Regions from separate parts of the Gossypium hirsutum genome. Here region 2 is linked to region 1. A link is a contact called in public Hi-C data. All regions are on one chromosome and are shown on one strand. The core of a region is the stretch at or near the end of the contact, and the rest is flanking DNA. Distances in the headings are between cores, read along the strand shown.

Evidence for each region. Hi-C and Micro-C count contacts between places; a contact is called where the count stands out from the background.
Region 2: a contact with region 1 is called in a Hi-C map of leaf, with 2.3 times the contacts expected there. The contact joins the promoter of LOC107900644 here to the promoter of LOC107900647 in region 1. A contact is called at or near these places in 3 of 34 Hi-C or Micro-C datasets (callus and leaf).

What each region holds. Positions count from the first base shown.
Region 1 is chrD06:48,536,011-48,538,710 of Gossypium_hirsutum_v2.1, forward strand. LOC107900647 reads right to left here and starts at 1,428. Exons shown (of 12, transcript XM_016826318.2): 1 at 1,186-1,428; 2 at 984-1,100; 3 at 595-727; 4 at 1-68. The coding sequence starts at 1,363. It overlaps LOC107900649, which reads right to left. Exons shown (of 4, transcript XM_016826320.2): 2 at 2,329-2,680; 3 at 2,031-2,173; 4 at 1,567-1,913. The coding sequence ends at 1,764.
Region 2 is chrD06:48,837,858-48,840,731 of Gossypium_hirsutum_v2.1, forward strand. It overlaps LOC107900644, which reads right to left and starts at 1,295. Exons shown (of 1, transcript XM_016826314.2): 1 at 1-1,295. The coding sequence starts at 767. The coding sequence ends at 186.

The sequences.
Region 1 (2,700 bases), core at 178-2,677:
GAATAGTTTCCCTGTATGGTTTTGATACACCTTCCCATAGTGAATGTTCTCCTTCCAAAATTTTATACCTGTCAAATTCTCAACTCAGCACACTGTTACTTAATACTCCCACCATATTTACCACCTAGAAAGTAAATGGAAAATTTCAGAAAGCAAACATCCAAAACAATAGGAGTTAAGAGTGGATAATTGACAGTTAATTCTAACACTAAGGAACCTATATATTTGTAAGTCATAAGAAATCCGGATAAGATAAATCTAGAAACAGAATTGTCAATTTTGTACTGAAATTTCCATATGTAGGTTTAGAATGAAGTTTAAAAGTAATGTTCTATTGGAATCATCCTGTGACTCTTAAGCAGCTTTGCATGCAAGTGCCTCTTTATAAGTGCATTTATTTATGTATGGATGCCCGTGTACAAGAGTAGAAAAAAAAATCAACAAAATGGAGTTGAAAATAGCATGAACGAAAAAGAATTGCAGCAATCAAGTAACCAAAACTAGCTGAACAAGAGAGAAAAGACCATCTAAATGACTTAATCAAATGTGCTGAAATGAAAGTGTTACAGTAAAATTATCAGGGGAAAACACTACCATTCCGACTTGGCTTGCTGTGGATTTATAGGCAAACGATGACCAAGCAATCTTCGGACAGCCAGAGCCTCGGAAGTGCTTTCATCAGCCAATCTCAAACATCTTGACCTTATGTCCCCAACAGCAGGACCACCTAAACATTATCAACTCAGCGACATTATTTTATCTCACATCAAAGGAAATTTCCAAATCATTATAAGAACCAAGACACAATCTAATAAAAATAAAGGCCATCTGATTAAACAATTCAAGTGCAGGCAAAATTCTTTCGTTTATTTCAAGACTTAACTTCAACAACTAAAGTTTCCTATGTCAACTGAGAGTTGTCTTCTGATAATTGACAAACTAATGATATCAGATTTCGCGTTAGAAATGCGTAAAATATTTACCGAGAACTCGAACAATCTCGGCAGTACTTCCTCCATCATCAGAAACAGGAAGAACATGGGCAACGCGAACTGTTAACTTCTTAAGCTCTTCTACAACGCCATTAAATGCCGTCCCACCTAGAACCACCATAAACGAATCCACGTTAGGACTTTTTAATCAAATTTGAAATATTTATCAATCAAAGCGAGGAGAAAAGAGTACCTGAGAAAACGAGTAAGGAGGGCTGGGAAGGTCGAGGGTTAGAGGAGCAATGAAAGTGGGCAGCCATGGATTTAGATGGAAAATGGAGGGGTAATTTTGGGGTTTTGAGAAAAAAAGAAGGCAGAGGGGGAGAGGGTTTAGAGTAAAAGCCTCCTATCAAACTGTAAGTGTCCGCCATATTCCCGCTATTTCCAATATTTTCCCTTTTCTGTAAATAACTTTTCACCTTTTATATTTTATTTTATTTCCTATTTTTTGTGAACAAAAAAGGAGTATAAAACTTAAAAATTATATATTTTTTATTATATAATCCTTCGAGCTTTTGCGGACCGTTCATGGAATTTGGTGGATACGCGATTAGAACAGGAGACAACCAATGAGTTTTTGCACGTTAATTAATGCTTTGTTTGTAATTAAAAGATGAAATTAATACTAATGTTATCTGATTAATACAAGGAAACACTGCAATTTAGACAACAACTCTCCATCAAATCATGCCTACTAGACTGCCTAGTTCTCTCCATTTTTTCAAACCATGTAAATGTCCTGTCTTATTCTAAAATCCATTTTAACTTTATTTAAATAATCTCCCAATCCGATTCGGAAAATCCCATTTCTTGTGACTCAGATTTGTTGCTTTCACTGGATTGCTCAACACTGTTTCGATGCTGCTCATCATCAGGCTTCCATAACCTTGACTTCAAAGAAAAAGCCTCCTGAAACTTCTCCTGTCCCACAAAACAACAACTAAGCATTCCTGAAAGAGGTTGTTCATGTCAAGCTAAACATCCGTGAGGCGCCTGAATTTTTACCAAAATATACGATGGAGGGTGAGAGTATCCTACCTTGAATGATCGGCGTTCTTGTAATTCATTAGAAAGAGAATGAAGCTCACTGCTGTCCACCAGAATCCAGCTTTCTTCAAGCTTCACCTTATTAAGCGATGGAACAGGAGCTGGAACAGTTTCTAGTTCCAATTTCAGAACAGCTGCAACAAAATCACTTAATCTCATTACTTTAACTAATCCTTTGATTCCACAACCGAATGCAACTGGTTATTTTAATCTAATGCGGAGACCATTTTAGAAAGACAAAAAAAATAAGGATAGATGTATATATCATACCAACAGAATGAATACCTACCCTTTGATTCTAATAAGGCGTCATCTAGAGTAGAATCAGTGTCATGAGCTTCATTCTTGCATGCTTGAGCCAAGCCACGCTCATTCTCTGTGCTTTGCCCTGAAGATGAACCTAAATGTATATTTTTAATATATTTGACATGGATCAGTTCTTTCTGAATGCAATCTTTATTAACATTTATGTTTGAATCTTTATTGGCTGTGACAGCAGCATTTTGCAATAGAGACAAGTTAAGTTCTTCCTTCGAATTGGTAGGAGATGAAGGGAGCACTTCTTGCATTAGTTCTGTACAGAATTGCCTAACATTAGCTCCCACAGTCTGCAACTGGTCTTCAACGTATTGGAATGTTTCCTAACATCAAAATTATGAGA
Region 2 (2,874 bases), core at 45-2,544, 300 kb after region 1:
AGCAAATAAGCAGCTTGTTGCTTCAACCCTAATGGATGATAGGGCGGATTTTTTTTCCTAAAAATGAATCAGATATAAATCTGAAGAAAATTGTAAACCCCATAGGCATACTTCTAATAGAAAATAGTAATAGTAGTAGTAGTAGTAGTAGTAGTAGTAGTATAACAGAGTGACGTGAATGATGGTCATCCATCGTTTGGAGATTCGGAGATGCTCTCTAAGTGTGGTCTCCACACCCCAACTCGGCCTCTTCTTCGATCCCTTTGCGTTGATAGTTTCTCTGAAAGTATCTCACTTAAATACTGATCCGATATCAAAAGATTCGACATTGAAATTGTGTTGTTGTTCTTGTTGGCGTTGCTCATGCTTCGGCTGTGATTATGCTGGCGGTTGCGGCCGTTGCTGCTGGCGCCGCCGCCGTTGTTGTTGTTGGTGGTGTCAAGCCTGTCTCTTTTTTTCTTCTTGGTTGTTGAGGAAGTTTTGGAACGGGTTTTATCGGGTGTTGAAGGGAGTGGTATTAGGAAATAAATCTTGCCACGTTGAAGTTCGGCGTCGGGTGGGACGATGACGATTTTTGGGACCATCCCATCATCGGAAGAAGAGGAAGGCTTCTTTAGAACGTGTTTAGGGTAAGCCTTCATGATGTCGCTGGCTTTGATGGAGCCACTGATTTCTTCAACGCGGCCATTGGAGTGTACTATTCGAATCACATCGAGTGCTCCACAGGGCAGAATGCAAGAGATGCAGCACCGGATTGTGTTCTTCATGCCTCTTCTTTCCCTCTATATTGGCCTCTCATAGAGAGAAAAAAAGAAGAACAAGGAGGGAGGAAATGAAGTAATGAAAGAGAGAATATAAGAAGAGAAAAAAAAAAAAGGAGGAGAAATCTATTTTTTCTTTAGCCTTAGCTAACACAAAGAGAGTTGGGAATCAGTCACCCAAAAGAAAGAAAGGAAAGAAAATTAATGATGTTTTTGATTATATACACAATTAGCTATTCCAACCCCCTCTCCCCTGGCCCTTTTTCTCTGCTTTTTTGAGGGAATTTTTTTCCTTTCACTTGCTTAGGATGAAATCTATGGCATGAATAATTGCACCTTACCCTGTACTTTGCCTTTTGGATCCATCATTTAGGGCCCCCGTCTCCCTTCCCTTCACTAAGATCAATAATTTTGGGGGGGTTAGTATTGCTAGGTTGGAGAGCTTATGGGTGACACATGTTAGTGCATGATTGGAACTGCCAAGTAAGCCAGAACAAGACCCTCCTGCCAGGGGATGACCAATGACACATGCTTCAATCACCTTGTGACAAGTGTCATTTTCAACACCCAAAATGCCACTAATATTAGATGGGGCCACTAGGGTAGAGAGAGAGAGAGAGAGAAGCCTTGTTTAGAGTTTAAAAAAATTGGGCATTGTGAGAAGGGAGATTGGGGAGTTGGGGTTTAGGGAAATCTTCTTTTAAGAGGGATTGTGAATTGTGATCTTCCAATATTCCCAAGCAAGATCATGTGGGTTGTGGTTTTCATTGGAAAGTGAGGTTTTAGATGGTAGAGTTTAAGAATTCTTCTATTTTATCATTTCCACCCCTTTTTTGTGGTTTCAGATTTATTTCTTCCTTTCCTCAAGTGCTTTGCCACATATAGCTTCATTCCCAGTTCCTAAATTCTCTTGACTTCACTTGAGAGTGATTGTTTTGAGTTCCCACTTTTCACATATACACTTAGTTCAAGCATTCTTTTGTAAGTAAGCATGGAGTTTCAAAAAAACTAAGATCATGACACCAACAAGAGGCAAAAAAGATTCAAGCTAATCCCTTAAAAAAGGGTATTAAATGGTTGGATTTGATGTTTTACAATTTCGTTTTCACTTGGGGGACCATAATCAAAATTAGTATGACCACATTGAGAATTAAACAAAGGTTAACAGTTAATAAAACACTGTTTAATCTTAGTAATGTCCCATCCAGGCATGGCCCTACCAATTAAATGGTTCAGATGTAGATGTTAGTGGGTAACATGTGATAGTATGGAGAAAGGAGGGTCCATTGAATTGTGAAGGGTTTTTCTAATTTTCTTTCAAATAATAACCCTTCTTGATTGCTAAATTAGCTCACCAAATCCATTCACCCTTTTTTTTTTAATCAGCTTAATTATGATTAAACGAATTGCTAAGTATATAATAAAAGAAAAAATATGGGTCCCTTAACCACACATCAATCACATTGGCAAAAAGGATGTACTTTTTAAGATGTGCTGTTGTGGACCAAATCCCCTTTTATCTCCACATTAAACAAATCAAATCTTATTTGAAGATTGATTTAGTCACAATCTTCTTTGTCTTCTTTTTTTTTTTTTAATGTCTTATAATTATTCTCTTCATTCTTTAAGACTATATAATTTCAACTAACCACTAAAAGAACAAATTTTTAATCCAACTGTTTTAAAAGAGATGGTGATAACAAAGTTTAGCAAGTTTGTACTCTCTCTATATTTATATATAAGTAATTATCTGATTCACCATACATGAGCTTTTTACATCCTATATATATATATATCTAGGAAAAATAAAAATTTGAGATATTGCAGAATTTAAAATTTCATGATAAATGTGTAAAATTACAAGTCATATATATATTATTTTCAAAATAAATAGTATTTATTAAAGTAATTATATTTTGAATTAAAAATCAATTAAAATTTTATAAATTATTTGTAAGTGGACAGTCATTTGTTATTAGAGATAAAAATAAAAAATAGTTTGGTGGGCAATTTTTAAGAGTAAATGACATACTTACCCTTATTTGATAAATGTGTTATAATTAAATTTTGATTTATTTTAGTAATTTCATTATTGAGTTGGTGTGATTGATTT